2 separate regions of the Zea mays genome follow, and region 1 is linked to region 2. Evidence: chromatin contacts called from public Hi-C data. All regions are on one chromosome and are shown on one strand. Each heading gives the region's core, a stretch centred on a gene start, on an enhancer-like site or on the middle of the called end of the contact. The rest is flanking DNA. Distances are from core to core; before and after follow the strand shown. Region 1 holds the start of LOC100284094 (SNF4). Region 2 holds the start of LOC100502520 (potassium high-affinity transporter).

The links. Hi-C and Micro-C count contacts between places; a contact is called where the count stands out from the background.
Region 1: a contact with region 2 is called in a Hi-C map of tassel, with 4 times the contacts expected there. The contact joins the promoter of LOC100284094 here to the promoter of LOC100502520 in region 2. A contact is called at or near these places in 9 of 25 Hi-C or Micro-C datasets (bundle sheath, ear, endosperm and 3 more).

The regions. Positions count from the first base shown.
Region 1 is chr2:64,186,517-64,191,285 of Zm-B73-REFERENCE-NAM-5.0, reverse strand. LOC100284094 (SNF4) reads right to left here and starts at 1,413. Exons shown (of 13, transcript NR_182033.1): 1 at 889-1,413; 2 at 632-707.
Region 2 is chr2:63,929,606-63,934,459 of Zm-B73-REFERENCE-NAM-5.0, reverse strand. It overlaps LOC100502520 (potassium high-affinity transporter), which reads left to right and starts at 2,139. Exons shown (of 9, transcript NM_001357849.1): 1 at 2,139-2,321; 2 at 3,500-4,030; 3 at 4,127-4,375; 4 at 4,476-4,526; 5 at 4,616-4,854. The coding sequence starts at 3,670.

The DNA of each region.
Region 1 (4,769 bases), core at 164-2,663, 260 kb before region 2:
GTCGCAGAAAGTAAAGGACCATGTAACGTATCAATGGTTGACAATGCCTGATACCACCCACGATCCATGTATATGAGATCACAAGAATACAAGATGCTTAAATCCAATGGACATTTCACATAAGACCACTATCCTAGTGTTTACTAACCAGTAACCACTAACCGTTACACGCCACACCAAAATCCAGCAGTTACAGCAGTTTGTGTAGAAATATAATGGCTCTCCACAAGAACTGACCACATTCCCGCCTTATTTGTGCAAGAATCATCAGTCCAGCGACACGTTTATACCGCTGCCCAGAAGCTCAACGTGACAACAACCACCTGCCACAACTACCAACTAAATGTAGATGCATTGACACCCCCCAAGCATACAAGAAACTAGTTCGTCATGATATACATGCAAAATCGCACCAAGTTCGTTTCTAAACAATCGTGGAACGTAAAAGGCAAAGGACGCCAATCATGCAAACTAGAAGGCTTTCTTCTATGTAGAAGGATACCAGGCAAGGGCTACGAGACGTAGCTAGCCAGAGCAGAGTACCGAACACAGTGAAACTAAGGACAAAAGCAATGAACCAAGCACAGAGCAAAAGGCAAGCTGAACAAGAGCAATCCGGGCAGCGACCCACCTGGTAAACCCCGGGAGGCAGATCGAAGACGACCTGGAACTCGGCCCCGACCAGCCCCATGGGATACTCCCTCCACCTGCAGCCACAGAGCAGGAACAAGGAAACAGGCAAACAGCATTACACCCGTCACCCTAATAGCCGCTAAGGGCCTGAGGCCAAACCCAAAAACCCAGACGGCCAAGGACAAAAAAGGACGCCGCGCCTTCCAAGCACCCACGGCCCCGAGGACGGAACCTCTGGGTGCTCGTCGTACTCACCCGGTGAAGCTGCCGCACAAGGAGGCGCTCCGGCCTCCGTACGGCCACGAGAAGCGCTGCATCACCATGGCTCCTGAGAACCCTAGCGCGAGCGAGCTACTACTAGCTAGCAGCGCCGGCGCCCTCGACGCCGACGAGACGACCGACCAAACCCTAGCCCCGCGAGACCGAGCCCATCCGCGGGGACTCAGCTGACGGGGCGCGACGCAAAGAGGAAATTTTTGGTGTGAAGGGGGCTCTGCTCTAGCTGTCTCAGCTGCTGGGGAGAAGCGGAGCGACAAGCCGACAAGCGAGGGAGGAGTGAGGAGAGAGAAGAGGGGTGTTGGAGATTGGAGCGCGTGTGCGCGTGCGCGTGCGCGTGCGCCTACGCCGTCCCCGCCCGCCCTTGGTTTTCGGTACTTTGGATTGTATGGAGGGTACGGCTGGGCAGTTCTTCCTCTTCCTCGTCTCGCCTGCCACTGTTGCGGCTGTTTTTCTCCTTTCCTTCCTTTCCTCCCTCTCTTTTTTTATTGGGTTTTTTGCACTGAAATCTCTGGGACTGGGGGGCGCTTGTTTTCTGTTCTGCTTCTGGCTTTGGACCGCCGCGCCGGTGCTGGTGCTTTGGGCCGGGGCACGGAATGATTGGTTGACGTGGTTTTTCACCCCCTTTTTTACATCTTTTGTGAGATCCTTTTGAGACGTGTCAAAAGAGAGAAACGTGTTCAGCAGTAAACATTGTCCTCTAGTGCACCCATAGAGGAAATGTTGATTTTGGCTCGTAAATAAAGGCTTAGAAATTTAAGAGTGTTGTAGATGACACGTCACCACTATAGACTGTAAAGGCCTAGAAAAAAATATATGTCGATGCAGATAAAAGGACGAGCCTAGTCGAGCCAGAGGATAAAAGGATGGTTTATGGTTTAGAGTTTAAGGTTACAAAATAGAACATCCTCTCCTATGTAGAGGTTTTTAGAAAAGCCGAATAACTACATATGAGTTTTGGTTTTCGGTAGAAGAATGTTAAAAAATATTTCAAAATTAACAAACGGTAAGGGACGGGTGGATGGTGTTAGGGGGTGTTTGGTTTGTAGGGACTAATGTTTAGTCCCTACATTTTATTCTATTTTAGTTCCAAAATTAACAAATATAGAAACTAAAACTTTATTTTAGTTTCTATATTTAGCAATTTATAGACTAAAAAAGAATAAAATGAAGTGACTAAACATTAGTCCCTAGAAACCAAACACTCCTTTAATTTCTCACCACTGCTGTTGTCCTTTTTAGGCCATGTTGAGATTACTTAAGCTTAAAAAAATAGTGGAGTCCATGGAGCATATCACAGGAGCTTAGAAAACTATAGAGCTAAAGTTATGATCCTTTAGAAGGAATTTAAAATTAATATTTTATTTCTTCTTGATAAAAAAACAATTTTAAAATATTTTAATTTATCGTATAAACTACATCTCTATGCTCAAGCTAGAATCTGGAGCGGGTCCTAAGCAAACCTCACTTTAAAAGAGTTTGTGTTATTTGATAGTGAGCTTGTAGCTATTTTATAGATGAGAGCAAATCTAAAAGACTGTGTAGCAATCAAATGTGTAGCTTTTTTGTAGACCGGTGTGTTTTGATTGACTTCAAAAGGCCGGTGTACTTATTGATTTGTAAAAAAAAATTAAGTACAAAATATGGTAGCCGGTGCACTGGAAAAGCAAGAACTAGAAACACTAGAAACCATCCGAAGCCGTTTCACATACCTAAGACAAAACGTTAGAATCGTTTCAAGCATTCTCTCTAGAATTGTTTTACCTCTCCAAAGTCCAAACAGACCCTAAAGAATAGGGCTGCAGGGAGACGTACGAAAGATGGTGTCCTTGGGAGAAAACAGTTTATGCATGGTGACATGCAGATTTTCTGGCAAACATGCATGCAAGAAATGAGTGGGTGGGAGAGCTTAATTAATTGAGAAAGGGAGGCAGGGCCCAGTTTGGACTACACGAGCATGCATGCATCTTATGTTAAAGTCGTCCTGATACTGGTTGATAATTTCACTAACCAAATCATCATGATATTGGTTGATAGTCAACTAAAGAATTATGAAATATTATCGTTAATTCTTAAAGTTCTTCAAGCGAACTAACTATATATTTGAGTAAGATGATAATAGGTGTCAAATAATGCAAGGGTTAAACCATAGTAGTTCAAGAAATGATACTGTTTTCCCGCAACAAATTTGTTAGATTTTTTTTTGGCAATGGCCAATGGAGATCAGCGTATTGTGCATAGCAAATTAGAAGGGTAGCATACATGATATAGACTTATTATATACTAGTTCATGTATGTAGTACCCTACATCTAGTTTAGATAGATCTTTTTTTTCTTGTGTGCTGAGGTTACAAGTGGTTACTGGGTATTCTAATGTAGCCCTCCTTAATTACTTGAAGGTATGATACATATATGGCAATCCGTTTATAGATACGTGTCATAGTTAGTTAAAAATAATAATAAATATGTCATATCTCAATGAAGTCAATGCCCAAGCTCCCTGTCGAGATGCATGATAGCCACATATGATGGCAGACCCTAGTCCGAGTGGACCTCATCTTCGCCATCCTTAGGGCCCTATCCCAATGGTAATGGGGGTTTATATCGGAGTGGTGAGATATCTTAAGGGCTCCTTTAGGACTAATTTGATGACCAGGATTCACGGGAAGATTGGAGGGGATTGAGGAGAAAAATAATTTATTTTTAACTCAATCTCTTTCAATCCTCCTGTGATCTCCTTTCACCAAATCAAGCCTTAAACCACAGAAATTCTCATTTATAGAAATTAGTTCAAAAACACAGGAAAATACAGGATTGAGAAATTTTTTTCTTTATTCCAAATGAGCCCTAAGTTCATATCACTGGTAGCAACCATTGAAGGATTATGACGACAAGTCAATCCAGTGGCTCCATCATTTGGGTGTTGATGTCGAGGGTCTATGTGCTGATGCACCTAATGATTTGATGCTCGAGCACTCCCTTGGATCTCCAAGGTATTGCACCACGTCATTAAAGTCACTACCGGAATCGCCGCCTTTGCCGAGTGTCACACTCGGCAAAGAAGGCTCGGCACATAGTGCATCGGCAAAGCCTTCTTTGCTGAGTACTTTTTCTCGGGCACTCGACAAAGAGGTAGACAGCACTCGGCAAAGAAAAGCAGCCGTTACGGCGTCGGGTGACGGAGACGACGTCTTTGCCGAGTGTCCCGGGTGACGCTCGGCAAAGGAGTTACCTTTGTCGAGTGTTGTCGGTCAGACACTCGGCAAAGAATCCGCCAGAGAGGGTCCCCATATCAGGTTCTTTGCCGAGTGCTTGGCACGGCACTCGGCAAAGCTTGTTTCTTTGTCGAGTGTCAAGGACATTGCACTCGGCAAAGAACCTATACTGGTGCCCAGGTCTTGGTTCTTTGCCGAGTGCTATGGTCTGGACACTCGGCAAAGCACCTCTTTGCCGAGTGTTACACTCGGCAAAGTGACTAGTAGGCACCTTTTTTATTTGTTTTTATATTCCATCCAAATAAACAAAAGATATCACATATACATCACATATATACATCACAGATATCATCACAAACATAAATAGCCAACACAAACAGTATTAACACAAATTCTGACATAAGTTGAGAGGTTCTCAACACAAACAGGATTAACAGTCGTAGTTCAGAAGTTCAGAAGTACCAACACAAATTCAGTCCAAGTGATAAATAAAAAGTATTAGTTTATATTATGATTTTGAACACATAATATGAACAAGAATGAAGAACATAAAGTTACATACCTCTCCCCATCCGGCCGAATCAGCGGTCGCCTGTCCCGAAGTATGGGACGCTGAGGGAGACTCGAAGGGCCTCGCAGGTAGAT
Region 2 (4,854 bases), core at 890-3,389:
CCGGATATCTGAAATCTTACGGATATCAACCATCTCATATTCGTATTCGATTTCCGAACTAAATTATCCGAATCTAAATCTGAAAATCCGAATATGCTGCGGATATCGAAAAAAAATCTATCCGACCGGACAATTGGCCTCTTCGGACGGTCGGATGCTTAGATAATATCCATACCGTTTACACCCCTACAAAATAAGATGGCATTGATAAAATATTATGTGTAACCCCCTTGACAAAACAAAATATTGGTGCCAACAATGAAAACCGTAGCCGGCGCCTGGCGCGTGCATGATCTTGGGAAGTCGATTAAACAAGTAGTATATGTGTAGTGCACACAGTGTGCCTAACCTTTCAGGATGTCAAGAGACATATTAAGACACTGACCACTACTACATAGTATATAAATTCGATTGTATATACTATCGTAGTTCATTTTGAGAGTGATAAAAATACATCTCTATTGCTGATTTCAAACGTATCCTAGTGTTTAATTATTGCTGATTCTATTGGGATTCGACTCTATCTATATTCCTTTTTGAACTAAAATTGTTTATGGGCTCAAAAGGATCGTGAATAAACATTTGAATTTGTGATCCATTACCATCCTTATGTAGGTCTCAGCAAGGCCTACAACTTTTATATAAATCAGCTGTGTCTTATAAATAATAATTTTCCAAGGTTAAGTATTGATATAATGGGTGGCATGGCAGATATAGCTGCCGCTCCGGCCTCAAAAAGTGGTTTGGCAAGTAGTCTAGGAGGAACATATGCAGTAGACTCCCCCCCCCCCCCCCCCCCCCCCCCCAAAAAAAAACGCTCTTCGCGGTGAAACACATTATTGTGGCAATGCACATATGGTGTGGCGGTATGATTTTGTACAAAAGGACTAGAAACAAACATAAAACATAGGTGGGGTCATTTTTAAAACATGACTTCAAAAAAAAAAGATCCCCAAGGATATTAAAAAAAAAGAAATTCCCATGGAAAGGAACCCTTGAATATCCTAGTGCTGGATTTTGTCGTTATCTATTTATCACCACAACCTGATACAGATGAAGTGTACGGTATCCTTTTGGGTGGACTGGGACTAGCTGGGACAATGCAAATATAGAAAATGGCAAATCAGGCAATTAGTTGTCTGCCGCCGGAGGGCAACAAGGGCCATATGTGATATGTGTTTTGTCCCATGGTGAACCAGATGCTATGCTACTCCCCTTCTGAGTTCTTTATGACACGGAATAGGCCCGCGCGGAGGCATGTGCGGCCCGTGCTCACGAACAGGGCCCCAATCCTTCAAGGCCCCTAAAATAATAGTCACCAATAGTTTAATCAGTACACAGTTCAGTAATTAGCTCAGTAAGGAAAATAAATCAACTAATCTTTAAGCAAATCTTCTTCTCATGAGTTAAATCAGTTGTTTGTGTGGTATCTTTGTCTTTGATCACGACTACATCTCCATTTAAACGTAAATGTCGTTCAAGATTTCATTTTAAGGAATAATACTATCCAAGTAAAATTATACAATATAAAATTGAATAGACAGCTAGACACAATTCTTAATATAATATTTTTATCATATTATCATAGCCTATATTAGTGTAGTTCTAGTTTATAGATTGATATTCCGGAATTTTGTACAGGGCCTTAGATTTTACTGGCCCGGCCCTCAAAACTCGATCAGAGCACATCCAGTACAAAGCACCGCAGCGGCTGCGCTGATATTAAGGTGAGCTAAAGTTTAAAATTAATTTTAGATTTATTTTGTAGTTTAGAATTAGAACATTAGACGACGAAATCTAAACAGCTGGTAAAGTCTACGACGGGTGCGGCGGAAGACTAGTAGGAAGCCGCTCCCCTGATGGCTGCAGCAGGCCTGCCTGCAACTCGCTCCTTTTTTTCTGCATACCGCCACCGCGTCCAATAATACACATACACCGCGCCGCTGCATTATTCACGTTTTCTACGGTTGTTCCCCCCCCCCCCCCCCCCCTTCTCTGTCTCTCTCTTTCCACGGGACGCCCCTGCGCTGCGCTCGCCACTCTCTCTCTCTCTCTATCTTCCGCTCGTCGTCTCTTTGCGTGCGTGCTCCTCTATTTAAGGCCGACTCCTCCCTCGGCGGCAGGAGGGCTTCGTGTCACAGCTAACTAGCGTCCCCCTGCTCTGCTCTGCCTCCTTTCGTCACAGCCTCGCCTCGGCGGACGACCAACAAGGTCGCCGGCCAGCCAGGGCGGACGGTCGCCTGCTGCTGCTGCTGAACCCTGCACCACCTCGGCGGCGTCGTCCTCTTCGTCAGCTAGCAAAGCATTCCCTGGCTACATAGGTAAGGAAAGAAACCCTTCTTTGTTTGTTCGTCTTGCTGTCATTTTGTTGTTCCCTGCGTCAGTACAGTAATCCCCCCCCCCCCCCCCCCCCCCCCGGGCACGCACAAGCCTGTTTGGAAGTTGCAGTCGTACGCAAGGGACCTCTTCCTAGCCTTTCCCACAGTCTCCATCTCGATATGCAGTTCAGATCATCTATCCAGAAACAAGAGAAGAAAAAAATAAAAGATCGTGCACCAAGAGATTGCGTGTGGAAATTGAATGGCTCCCTGGCCTTCGTTTACACCCTCTCCGCCAAAAATCTCTGTCAGTCGCTAGTAGCAGCAGCGGGTAAAAAAGAAGAAGAGGAGGTTGATGCTCGCCCTGAGCGCTCATGATGCCCACGTGTCAGCAAGAGCGTTGAAGGTCGTAGCATCGAGGTCAAGGGTACCTCCAATGGCGTCCGTTTACGGCCTGATTACCCCTTAAACTAATCTTGTTTAGTTAGTTTATTATGTACTATATCGTATTTGCCTTTTGGCACCGAGCGAGGGTCGGTGTACAGTGTACACGACCCGAGGCGATCCGTGGGAAATATACATTAACAACTCAGCTTCCGGATCGTGCAGCTCAAATTTCTTGTCAGATGGGTTGGTGTGCACAGCTGATTAGCTGAGATAGTACTTTAATTACTAATTAATAATAATAATAACAGGTCAGGGGAAATTTTGTATGACGTCACAGTTTTTTTTGGAGGATGAAATGGGGGGTGGTGGGCGGCGGCTGATTCCAGCTCTCGGCCGCTCCATCACGCCGTCGCCTTCACTGTGTTTTGTTTGGAGTCGCCTCCCTGTGACTGACGTCTGGAGCCCACTAGTGCGTTGACCAGACCACATAGCGCTGCTGTTTCTCTCACTCCACGCGCTGCCAGTTAATAATTTGCGGGTGGTTTCTTTTCTGGATCCAGGCAATTGTGGTTGTAGAATTGATACATGCCGTAGCATTTCGCCAAGTATTAATGACACCATCACCACGCGGATTATTCACTGGCAACGTGACAAAATCCCGACTGTCAGTCAGATCGATAGTACTACCCAAAGAACTTGTTTCGCACAGTTGTGCTGCTGATTTAACTACACCCAAAGAAGGATGTTGTTGTGAAATGTGAATGTAAAACAAAGTCGTTGCTTCGCTGTCACAGGGATCAGCAGTCACGCCACCAAACAGCCTTGGGAATCAGCTGGCGCGGCTTGATTGATTAGGGCGCGTGGGGACTCTCCGGAGAGAGCAGACAGACTACTCGATCCGTCGTTCCAAGGCGTTGGGACGTACTTGGGGAGAGGGATACCCACCCAACCGAGGCGGGCGATAATGTCGCTGGAGGTGGACAACCCAGCTGGAGGAGCAGGCGGCGGCGGCGAGTCGGCCAACCGGCTCAGCCTGAAGCGCCACGACTCGCTCTTCGGCGACGCGGAGAAGGTGTCCGGCGGCAAGTACCACGGGTCCGAGGGCAGCTGGGCCCGGACGCTGCACCTGGCCTTCCAGAGCGTGGGCATCATCTACGGCGACATCGGGACGTCGCCGCTCTACGTCTACTCCAGCACCTTCCCCGACGGCATCAAGTACAACGACGACCTGCTGGGCGTGCTGTCGCTCATCATCTACACCCTCATCATCATCCCCATGCTCAAGTACGTCTTCGTCGTGCTCTACGCCAACGACAACGGAGACGGTGAGCAGAGTATATTTCTTTGTATTTATTTACTGATCAACGACACGAGCACTGATCGATCTGCTGCTTTTCTCTCTCTCTCTCTCTCTCCCCTAGGCGGCACGTTCGCGCTCTACTCGCTCATCTCGCGGTACGCCAAGATCAGGCTGATCCCCAACCAGCAGGCGGAGGACGCCATGGTGTCCAACTACAGCATCGAAGCGCCGACCTCGCAGCTGAAGAGGGCGCAGTGGTTCAAGCAGAAGCTCGAGTCCAGCAGGGCAGCCAAGATCCTGCTCTTCACCCTCACGATCCTCGGCACGTCCATGGTCATGGGCGACGGCACCCTTACGCCGTCAATATCTGGTAATAACGGAAACATCTAGCTAGCTAGTTACTGGCATGGAGTAACTAACTAACTATCTAACTAATGTGTCCTTTGTTCATGGATGTGGGTGTTCTGCAGTGCTGTCTGCGGTGAGCGGGATCAAGGAGAAGGCGCCAAACCTGACTCAGAGTACGTGGAATATAATCGAAGAGCTAGCGCCTGCTGGCATGGTCAATGCATGACCAACTGCATATATGACTATTTTTAATTTGCTGCAGCGCAAGTGGTCTGGATCTCCGTGGCGATTCTCTTCCTGCTCTTCTCCGTCCAGCGCTTCGGCACCGACAAGGTTGGCTACACCTTCGCCCCGGTCATCTCGGTGTGGTTCGTCCTCATCGCCGGCATCGGGCTCTACAACCTCGTCGTCCACGACGTCGGCGTGCTGCGGGCCTTCAACCCGTGGTACATCGTGCAGTACTTCAAACGGAACGGGAAGGAAGGGTGGGTTTCGCTTGGC